Regions from separate parts of the Canis lupus genome. Here region 2 is linked to region 1. The links are chromatin contacts, called in public Hi-C maps. All regions are on one chromosome and are shown on one strand. The core of a region is the stretch at or near the end of the contact, and the rest is flanking DNA. Distances in the headings are between cores, read along the strand shown. Region 1 holds the start of ETV6 (transcription factor ETV6). Region 2 overlaps ETV6 (transcription factor ETV6).

The links. Hi-C and Micro-C count contacts between places; a contact is called where the count stands out from the background.
Region 2: a Hi-C map of blood shows a contact between it and region 1, with 2.2 times the contacts expected there. The contact joins the enhancer-like site here to the promoter of ETV6 in region 1. A contact is called at or near these places in 2 of 9 Hi-C or Micro-C datasets (amygdala and blood).

The regions. Positions count from the first base shown.
Region 1 is chr27:11,586,968-11,592,845 of UU_Cfam_GSD_1.0, reverse strand. It overlaps ETV6 (transcription factor ETV6), which reads right to left and starts at 2,944. Exons shown (of 8, transcript XM_038576801.1): 1 at 2,739-2,944. The coding sequence starts at 2,771.
Region 2 is chr27:11,733,043-11,738,920 of UU_Cfam_GSD_1.0, reverse strand. The region is part of intron 2 of ETV6 (transcription factor ETV6); the gene reads right to left. Among named protein-coding and RNA genes, the nearest start is that of ETV6, 150 kb to the right of the region's middle. Within about 2 kb of position 2,865, at least 4 of the 20 cell types and tissues checked have an H3K27ac peak or open chromatin away from gene starts, as enhancers often do. A contact at or near this core is called in blood, where this site is marked.

The sequences.
Region 1 (5,878 bases), core at 1,695-4,194:
AAGGAATTTACTGCCTGCTGACCAGCTGCTTGCAAGGAATGGGAGCAAGTGAGGAAGGTTTCAGGAGGGGAGCAGAGGAGTGAAGGGAAATCTCTCCACAGAGAGGGAGCCTTCCGTGTCACATGTCTTCAATACATCGGATTCATCAGCTCATCCTTGAAAGCTTCTAACATTCCTCCTCTGCTCCGCAGAAAAGTTATTGTTTACTGGACTCTAAAAGCAATCCTCGTACTTGCTTGTGGGTTACCAGCAAACATCTTTTATTATGCAGTCACTGTACCACATCCCAAGGACTGAATGAACACATCACCAGAACATTTTCAGATGACCCAGAATAATCCCAAGTCCTTGATCTGCAGCACTTATTATTGGAACACTGTGAATTAAGCACACTTCTCGGAAAAAATACACTTCACAATACATGCACCGAAACATATGCACAGTCTCAGCAAACAGTCATATAATGGTTCCAAGAAGAACCATCCAAATAAAAGTGATACTCTCATTCCTAGGGAAGAGGATTCAATCAATCAATTTTAATTACATGGAGATACACAATCATGAAAAGAGGCACCTAAAAACTACTGAAAGGATAAGCAATAAGGAAAAAAAAAATGATTATGCAAACTATGGCTGCAATTTTTATGTCACATTTAAGACGGCGTTCTGCCCAGGTTTGGGATTGGTTCTGTATGTCTGAGTAAGGAAAGGGGGCTGTTGTACTCTTCCCACTAGAGTGGGATAAAACGAGCTACTCAGTAGCACTTCTGCCTACAGCACACAAACATAAATAAGCCCATCAGAACAGTGGGGATATGCAGTCTCTTTAAGAGAGGTATCAACAAAAGTCACAGAAGGATTGCTTTTTGTTGTTTTCACCCTAAAATTACTGCCCCATAGCTGGTCCAGGTTTTCCTGATGTCAGATTTATTGCCATTGAGCTAAATACAATTTACTGATTTAATACCCTATTATTTAGTTACCTCTGTTTGTGTTATGAAGTGTCAAATTAGATTATCTATACCGTGCTCACTGTAGAATCTAATTAATACAGCAAAAGAAACTAGTTTTGAAGTATCAAAGTACCTTAAATTATTTACAGTGACTCCGCCTCCACCAAAGACACTCTGCTACCCCCAGGTATATGCAAACACAGAAGCCCTAAAGTGCCACTGGGCATTTTTGTGAGGCAAAAAATAAAACTAAAAATAAAAAAACACAAAGAAACCCAACCCACTTTTTTAGTTCACATTAGCCCTACATTAAAATCCATGAAAATCTCACCTGATGAGAAACACTAAGATCTGAGTATAATCATGAAAACCTAGTAAGCAAATATAATAAAATACTGTTTCCTTTAAAAAGATCCTATTGGAACAGCAGTGTTGAAACAGGAAAGGTTTGTCTAATTCCCCACAGATGAGGAAAACAGGTTATTTGTTCATTGTTTCTGCAGCGTCCACTCAATGAGCACATATTAAGTGGGCCAAGCAGAAAACAAACTTCAGTGGCTTCAACCTTTCACAGAAGCAGAAGGTTTTTCCACCTGGGGACTGATGGAATAGTAAAATAAATAACAGCGCACAATAAATGCAAGCGACGGGAAAAATAATTGGGGGAAATGGACAAATCATCCTGCCTCCTCCCGGTGGCAAACTTTGCAACTTTTTAGAAGCAACAAACCACAGCACCACCAGCTCTATAGATACAGATATATATACATGTACACACACGACTACTTGGAAGCCAAATACTGTGTTTGCAAACATCCACCATCCTGCATTTACAATTCCTGCAAAACACGGGCAGAAAGCGGGGCGATTTCTACTTAGATATCCTCTCTGCACTGTCAAACGGGGAAGGTCACTTTGGTCACTTAGATCCTTCTCTCTCTCTCTCCCTGCATCACAGGAGTTTTCGACTTTGGGATTACTCCACTTTTACACGCATCGGAGTAAAATAACCATTCGGCAACTTTATTTACCTCGGTTTAAAAAAAAAAAGAAAGCGAGAAACTCATTGTGCAAATGCCCAGGAAAAGCTGACACCAGGGCTGTCTCTCCAACAGCGCTTGCAATTACCATCAGAGGAGGGAGAAAAAAAAAAAAAAAATCCAGTCTGATCTGACCCAAGCAGTCATTTCAAGGGATAATAAAAAAAATTTTAAATTTAAAAAAAAAAAAAAAAGGATTGCATCCCCAACTGGGGCTGAAGAACTTTTTGTTTCCCCCCCCTAAGGAGACCACCCCTCGGGAACAAAAGTTACATTTCAGTCATATGTTGGCAGCAGGAGTAGGAGCAGGTTTTGTTGTTGTTGTTGTTGTTATTTATTTATTTATTTTACAAAAGCGCACTAATTACGGGGGTGTTTTACAGTTCTGGAGACCACTCGGGTTCCTCCTGGCCAATTGCGACGGGCATTTAATTGTCAAAAAGAAAAGGGGGGGTGGGGCGGGGCGGGGGGCTCGGAGCCGAGGGGGGCTCGGCGGGGGGAGCCGCAAGGTTACACGAAAGGGTACGGCCGCCGCCGCCGCCGCCGCCGCCGCCGCCGCCGCCGCGGGGCTGCATCTCCTCCCCGGCGCCCCCAAATCATCCACTGCGACCGGGGCCACTGCGACGGCCCCCTCCGGGGCGAGGAGCCCCGCACCACTGCCCCGGCCGGCGCAGCTCGCAGCTCGCAGCTCGAGGTCTCCGAGCCCGGGGAGGGAGGCGGGGGGGGGGGGGGGGGGGATCTTTACCTTAATGCTACACTGAGCAGGAGTCTCAGACATGTCTCACAGCGAGAGAGATCAGGAAGTTCTCAGTTTTTTTCCACTTTCCTTTCCTCTCCCCAACCCAGAAGCGCTCCACGGCCGGCCGGACGCGGTCATTTAAGAAGTTTCTTGCAGCATCGCTCCCGGCAGCCGGCCCGGGGGTCCGCGAGCGCGCGGGGCGGGGCGGGGCGGCCCGGCCGGCGGAGTCGGGCGCGCGGGGCGGCGGGGGCGTGGGAGCCGGGCCCGGAGCGCGGCGGCGGGGTCTGCAGGTCGCGGCGCGGCGCGGCGACCCGGGGCGCAGCCCGGCCGGCCTCGCGCTCTCTCCTCCCACCCGCGGCCGGCGCCCCCGCCCCCCGCCTCCCGCCGCTCTCCGCGCCCGCTCTCCGCGCCCGCTCGCTCGCTCGCTCGCTCGAATGTTTTCCTTCCTGGAAGAGAGAAACTGAAAGGCAGAACTGAGAAGGCTCTTCGCTCATTGATCTTGAGAGTTTCAGTGCAGAAACTGACGTGAATTCCCAGCACTGAGCTCTGCCTCTTAAAGGAGCCACCAGGAAATAAAAGCTCGGGTTACAGCCCGGCATCGGGGAAATAAAAGCCGGGCGGGGGGAGGGGGGCGGCGGCGGCGGAGGGAGCCGGGACCGGGCCGCGCCGCACAGCCCCCCGCAGCGCGGCCCACGCGCGCCCGCCGCCGGCCCCGGGGAGACGCGGCCCTGGGGCCCCAGAGACCGCGACACAGGTTGTTGGGGTTTTTTTTTCTTTTCTTTCTTTCTTTTTTTTTTTTTTTTTGGAACGCCTCCCACCTTCCCCAGCTCCTTCTCGGAGACACCCTGAAATGCAGCAGGGCGCCTTCCCCGCACCCCGCAGCCCGCACCCCGCGCCGGAGCGCCGGGAGGCCGGGAGGCCGGGAGGCCGGGAGGCCCGGGGACTAATCCTAGAGGAAGGGGCATTCCGGGAAGGACGCGGAACCCGGAGGAGGAAATAAAACAATAGCCTTTGTTCTGCTTCTCGGCCGCGGCCTCTTTAAGAGAATCCACCAGGAAATGGGAGCTCGGGTTACAGGCTGCTCACGGGGAAACGTGGGAGCGCGAGCGCCGGAGCGCGACGCCGCCGGAGACAAAGCGGGGGGCCGGCGGGCTGGGGGGATTCCCCGCGCGGGTGGGCGCCCCGGAGCCGGCGGGCGTCGGTGCGCGCGCGCGCCCGCGGGGGGGGCGGCGGCCGGGGGGGCGGGGGCGGGGGGATGCGGCCGCCGCGGGCGCTTCCCCAGCCGAGCGCGCCGCCGGGGAGGGGAGGGAGGGGAGGCTGCCGGGCAGTTATCAAAGGCCGTTGGGCTCCTTTTCCTGACCCCCTTCCTGCCCTGGCGAAATCCGCTGCGCATTTAAAGAAATAGCAGCCGCCACCAACCGACCTAGGTGACGCGACTGCAAAGTTGACAGGACGAGCTCCCGCGCAGCACGCCCCGCCCCGGCACCGCTTCTCCGCGCCGGTCCCGGGCCGCCTGGTGACCCGGGGCTCCTGCCGCCGCGGGCGGACTCGTCGGCCGCGGGAACAAGCGCGGGGCGGGGGGGGGGGGGGGGTAGGAGCCGGCGCCGAGGGTGGGTGCCGGCCGGGGCGCGTGCCGCGGGGCGCTCTGTTCTCGGTATCGTGGTCCGTGGCCTCTTCGAATGCTCTCAAGCGTCGGCTGCAAAACGCAGAGCGGGATTTATGCTTTACAGTCTGGCCCCTGCTGATGACACACACACAAGGGTCTTAGTGTCAGGATGTGTGTTACACTACAAATATATGATAATGATACGATACGTGTAAATATGTATCCCGTTTGCGTCTGTCTACATATAAAACGGATTTCCCAGATGCCCACCCTACAAGGTGTACCCCACTCGCTTATCTCCAATGCTCTACATCATAATATGCCTTCAGACCTCCGCGCGCTCATCAGAAGGACGTTGGGAACCAGAACTGATTAAAGGGATTGGGGTGAAAAAGAGTTCTGTTGATGGAAAGGTGGGAATTATGGGTTTTTCCGAGCCTTCAGGGATCTTACCAGTTTGGGTCACATTTTACTCCTATGGTCCGCAGGAGGTCTCCTGTCCACACCAGCTCCTCTGCCTTGGGCCACCTGCTATCCATCTCTATCCCACATCCCCCACCCCCAAAATGATCTAGCTGCCTTTGATCCCTTTACTTTAAGTTGCAGGCATTGATTCTGATGTCCTATTCCTCGGTTAAATCCTATAAACCTCTATATCATTTACCTACCGATAAGATCCTCGACAACTGTCAGCTTCTAAAAGGTGGGGAATAGTACCCATCTCATAAGATTCTTGTATTCAATGAGCAAATATGTACAAAGAGCTTAATTACCTGAGTACTTGCTATGTATAATCTGTGCTCGATGGTAGCTACAATTATTTAACCTCAGGACTGAATTAACTCTCGACTTACATTTCTTTTTATTTTTTAAGGTTTTATTTATTTATTTGATAGAGAGAGAGAAAGAGCAGGAGCAGTGGTGAGGGCCAGAAAAAGAAGCAGATTCCCTGTTGAGCAGGGAGCCAAAAGTGGGGCTGGATCCTGGGTTCCAGGAAGTGGGTTCATGACCTGAGCCAAAGGCAGACACTTTGAGCCACCCAGTTGCCCCTCAACTTCCATTTCTATCTCCTCTTTACCTTCTCCAACTGACTCATGGAAGTAGCAATTTGAATTAGAAAGTATGTGATTCCAAAGCAAAGCAACAGTTGTGGAAAACTGTGCATTTAGATCGGAGGTTGGCAATCTCTTTCTTTTTTTTTTTAATTTTTATTTATTTATGATAGTCACACACAGAGAGAGAGAGAGAGAGGCAGAGAGACATAAGCAGAGGGAGAAGCAGGCTCCATGCACCAGGAGCCCGACGTGGGATTCGATCCCGGGTCTCCAGGATCACGTCCTGGGCCAAAGGCAGGCGCTAAACCGCTGGGCCACCCAGGATTCCCTGGCAATCTCTTTCTGTAAAGGGCCAAATACAAAATATTTTAGAGTTTGTGTGCAAAGAGGCAAAAATGAGGATATTATGCAGATGCTTACATAACAAGAGAGAAAATATCCATATTATTAGTGTAATAATAATAATTGTAATCAGGTCTAATAAT
Region 2 (5,878 bases), core at 1,616-4,115, 150 kb before region 1:
GAAATTCCAAGGGTTTCAGTTCTATGCCAGAAATGGGGACAAAGACCAAATATATATTTCTTATTATAAATCATAACATCACACCTACTCTCTCCTATGATTTTCTCTTAGTACCTTACTGCCTGCTATTATCCTCGTCAATGTGGCTTTCTAGTACTTTGTCAGATCCTTTTTTCTTCTAATGGTATCCTATGGGGGAAATGGGTGGTGAGGGTGGAGGTGGTATGATGGCAACTGTGGAGGAAAATATAAAACTCATGTTAAAGCTGCAGCTACTCATATGGCAACAGTGGTCTGTGGGGCCCAATTCCATTCCCCCTGCACCTGTCAGAGATGAGACTTTTTGACCACACTAAGTATACCATACTTGTTATCAAATGTTTGAGAACAATTATCTTTGCTGCCAAAAAAGTGATTTATATTGAAAATTCTAGGCATGCCTTATAGGTATTCTTTTTCAAGCAAATTTTATGTTTCTCTTTCATGATCCTTTCATTGATTTATGGGTGGGTATATCACTGATGATAATTGGGGAATGGGACTGCAGGGTGCAAAAGGAAAAATATATGCTCTTATTACTTTAGAAGAATGTGTTAAGGTACCAGAAAAATATAGGTCAAATAACTGGTTTCTCAAGTTCAAGAAGTAATTCCTATTTTCGCAAAACTTCTTAGGGCAAGAGAAAAGGTGATTTGATACCACCCACCATTATTTTTTCTAAAAAGGAAATAAAATCTGTCAGTCCAATAAAATATCCATTGCTCAGATAAATAAAGATCCCTCTAGACAGGTGCATCCTGTTTAATTGGGAAGGTAGTTAGTTTACATAGGTACACTTAGGTAAAGATACCCCTTTTTAAATATGATATGTTCCTGCCTGCCAGTGAGTAAAATCTAATGTGGGTTATTTGGTTAGTCTTTACATATTATTTGATTATGTGACTATCCTTTTCCTTCTCATCCACTTTCCAACAGGCTCCAACAATGAAAAACTTTTCATTTCTAAGGTTTCAAGGTATAGCTGTCAACCTAATAGCCTGGAGCTTCTCCTACTCATGCCTATTGAGCCCTGCAAATGCAGAAGCCCCACCTAAGAGCCACTGTTTCCTAACCGGAAGCCCAATCATGCACGTATTTATTGAAAGTCCACGTAAATCTGCCTGTACTTTTCTTCACTTCTACCAATTTTTTCTGCTACTACACATTCATGCATGTGCTTACTAAAAAGTAATGTTTGAAATAAGCTATCAAAATCCACCTACTCTCTAGTGTGTATTTATTTTCTTTGAAATCCTTTAAGATCAAAGCTAAGTAGATGCCTGCTTCTACTACAATTTCTGACTGCAAGTCATTTCTACGGAGCTATAAAAGGTAATACAATGACATCAACTACGTCAGTTGTATGTGAACCACACTGCCTATTTGTAGATAACATTAGAGCCTATTACCTGGCAATCTGATATTGGTGGGTTTCACAATCTGCCTACCTCATTAAAACTCAGAATAAATTCTAGAAACTTAAGACCTTTGCCAATGATAGTTCTGCCCATTGATTTGACTGGTGGGATACCATCAAGTGATTATTATACATCACTGCTTTCCTTTAAGAAATGTTCAGTGACCAGCGATATTAGCAATATCAGGTCATGAGATAAGGCTGATTCTCAGGCTCAAAGGGTGAACTCACAGAGCTGAGTTCATTGGCTTCTCTGGTCCTGGCTGGCAATAGGCCAGGAAGAGCACCAGCTACGCGTGTTAAGTTAGAGTCCTGACACTTGTTAATTTATCCCTGCACTGCAGATGTAACTCTCTGGCAATTCTTTAAAATAACAAATATATTACAACTAATGTGAAAATGTATTAAAGCTTAAAAGTTCCTTGATGACAAAAGCTTCCTCTTTCATATTTTAATATCTGTCATCTATAGTGTTTAGTACATTACCAAGCACAAGAAACTTTTTTATATGAAGACCAGATAACTGCTTCATTATCAACTTACCCGGCACGGGACAAATGTGTGTAGTGCTATCCACTACCTTTCTTTGTTGCCTGCATCCTCTATAGTCTCCACCTACCAACTGATGAGCTTCTAACCCAATCTCCATGCAGTATGAATTTTTCAGCACAGCTAGAATACTCCCAAGTTCTTATCTTTTAACCTTTGACCACCTTGCGAGTCTATCTTAGCCTAGAGTGTAGCTAATTGAAACTCTTCTGTTAACTGGGCTTTTGGGACCCAGAACAATACCACTCAGTTGGTTCCTACTTTATACCTTTCACTTAGTTGACTTCAAAGATTATTCCTCAACTTGACATTTTGATTTCACTGTTCTGCTGAGAGGCTACTGTGATTTGTCACATCTCGGAAGATCAAGTTCAGCAAACAAGTATGACAATTTTAATTCATGATGCCATTTAATGCCTGCCACTCTATGAGGTCGAGATTATGTATGTGCCTGGCTTACAAAAATAGAACCAAGATTCCGAGGCCCAAGTTGTACAGGGAATAGTCATGGCTGCCTGTGGTCCTAAGATTAAAGCCAAAATCCCTAATGTGATGATGCCTCAGTCTATCTCAGCATCTTTACCCCCTTGTAGTTCTGTAAGCTGACACTCTGGTTTTCCATAGCAAATTCACCAAATGTCATTTGGCTGGGCTTTCGGTTCTTTGAAGATCAAATCCTCTAGTGTCAGGGTTTTCACACCCTCTATTTTCCCCTTCATAAAAATAATCTTACCTCTTCTTTACCCAAATAACTCCTACTAAGCTTTTAAGCCTCCTCTTAAATGTATACCATAGACTAGACCAAGTTCCTGTGCTTTATGCTTTCAAAACACCCTGTAGTGCTGCATCAATGCACACACCCTCAAGTGTAACTATATAAATGAGTCATGTCTGTGTCTAACCTGGCTCCTATCCCAGGTCCCACTAAACCACAGCAGAGGAATAAAAAAGGTACAAACCCATAAGAAGGTAGAATGGGAGAAGAAACCATGGCAGTGGAGAGAGGTACACAACATTTTTGAGGATGGACAATTCCTATCAGATTTGGCAGCATGGAACAGCTGAACCCTACCTGCCTGCAGGGGGAGACACCAGTAAGACACAAGCTGGTTTTCCTCACAGAATCTCAAAAAACCTCAGAAACTAGATGCTCCAAGTTCCTCTGAAGGCAGGAAGAGAGCAGGAGAAACTACCAATAAAAGGATCCGTGGCATGACTGTATTCTGCTCTCCCCCAGCTCAGCAGCTGCTCCCTCTGGTAGATGAGAGAACATCTGCTTGCTTGAATCAGGTTGAGTCAGAGAGCACCAGGTCCAGCAGAGATCAAGGATTAGGAGAACACAGGGGAATTCAGTGGAAATTTGTGTAATGAATGATAAAAGCTCAAGTCCTTTCTCAGCTTGGCTCCTTACAAGCAGCAGACCACAAGATTTCTTTGGAGGCAAACTCACTTGTCCCAAAGACTTTAAGCATCTCCCATGACTGAGCCAAATTACCAATCAGCTGGACCACCATAGTTGGACTCACCAGGCATTAAGCCCCACCTGTGCACACAGGACTGCCAATTGCCTTTTTGAATAAACCCCTAAGAGCTGCCATCCAATTTTTCAAAAATCACAAGTCGAGTGGTGAAAAGTGCTATGAAGGAAAATAGTGCAAGGTAAAGGGGAAGGGGAATGAGGGAGGGCGCCATTTTGGAAAGAGCTATCAGAGAAGCTTCTCTAAGGACATGATATCTGAGCAGAGACCAAGATAAGGTAAGGAACATGGGAACATCTGAAGGAACAGTCTTACAGGGAGGAAGATAGCAAGTGCAGAGGACTGAGGTAGGAGCATAGTTAGAGAGTCCTAAGAATAGCAAGATCAGTGTGGCTAAAGAGGAATGAACAGAACAAAAGGTAATATAGGGTTAGAGAGGTTTACAGGGTCTGGATCATACAGGGCCTGGTCGTTCATACCGAGAATTCAGAGTATTTCTAAATGTGACTGGAAGCCAATGGAGGTTATAGCAGTGACATGACACAGTGATTTCTATTTCACAACAGACTACTCTCCTTGTTGTGTGGGAAATGGACTATATGGCTACTGTTAATTCCTGGTAAGCCTCAATCTCCCCTTACGTTGTAAGCAACATGAAGCCTGGGTCATATCCATCTTGGTCACTGATATATATACTTAGCACCTCACAGTATATAGCAGTCATACAATAAATTAACTGTTGAAAGAATGAAGAGAACAGCAAAAGTAGAACCAGAGATTAGTTATGATTCCAAAGCCCCTGGTCCTTCTAGTACACTAATTGGACTTCCAAAAAAGATAAGGATATCTAGCATAGAGTCCTGTAGTACTTTAATACAATTTTGATGAAGATCAGGATGTTCTTCTACTACTACTATTGATAATATTATCTTGGTTCCATCTATAGATATTACAACATCACTGTGATCTATTTTAAAGTAAGAACGGATTGAAAATGGCAATTACTCTTATGTAGACAAATGGTGCTAATTAGTGTTTATAATGACAGTCTCTCTATTTATAACACATTCCATTTAGTCTTATTCTATAATATAAAATCAAATAGAAAATCAAAAGTAAGTCATATTGCAAAAGTACTTAAACAGGCCCTATCCTTCTGACTGTCCCAAAGTAAATCACTGGTTTGCATTTCCATATGTAAAGCTTATTCTAAGGCATTTTTACAAAGATATCTTTCCTAACTTTTGTAAGTATATCACAGGCAGCGTCATTCATTATTGGTAATTCCTTATTTTTAAGATCAATATCCAATTCATGAGGACAGCTTATCCTTACAAATAAGCTGCAAAAATGTGCAACTTTTACACATTCCAGAAACAAAATAAATCTAAAAACCTCCTCCTTTTTGAATTTTAGGATTCATTCATTCAACAAACATGTACTGAGACTACATGCCAAAAATCTACAAAATATTGTGTATACAAAGATGAACAAATGCTCTGTGTCTTCTAGGAGTCTAGGAGGCAGGCTTCTTATCAGCCAACAAACTTCTTCCTGATTAACTGTATTTTCTTTCATGCTTCCCTAATTTGCAACACGGACCAAAAATACAACCACAATACCACACCTGAAAGTATGCTCAGTTCATTAATTTACTCTGATGCTGGAATGATTATTTCCTACCAAGAAAGAACACCAGCTTGTGGCAGAAGCTTGGGAAGGTGAGGCTAGGTAAAACTTCCATCGAATCTAGTGCACCTTAGAAATGAAGGCCACATTAGCACCTAAACCAGGAAAACAACACCTATTAAGAAACTTGTAGAGATATGGACTTCAGTTGGGGCAAATCCAATGATTAAGAGCCATCTTCCAAGTAACTGTCTACTGATATGAAAACCAAAAGAAGACAAGGGTCAGTTATTTTCATTGTATAACAAGGGCAGGATGAGTAGTAACGGCTCTACAGGTCGCCAGGGAAAAATCAGGCTAATTAGAAGACCAAACTTGAGTTTGGGCTATGAGAGCTGCTAAGGGAACCTGCAGAATTCCTAACATTGGAGATATTCAAAGCCAAGTTCAACCCCAAGAGATGATTAGGAATGATTACCTTTGCTCAAATGCTAGCAAACAATAAAATAATCCACTAGAGGTCCAGAGTATGTCAAACAAACATAAAGCTTACTGGATAATTTTGTGCTATGGCTCATGATTTGTCGTCCTGTGGTATACACCCCAGATGATTACACTGGTGTTAAGCAAACCAAAATATAGTCAACTGTGTCTGCCAATGACAAGGATTAATTAAAATTCTCATTCCCTAAGTGATAGCTGAAAATAGATGTTTGTAGTATTCATAAACATATAACATTGAAGAGTAATACAACTATGTTTTAAA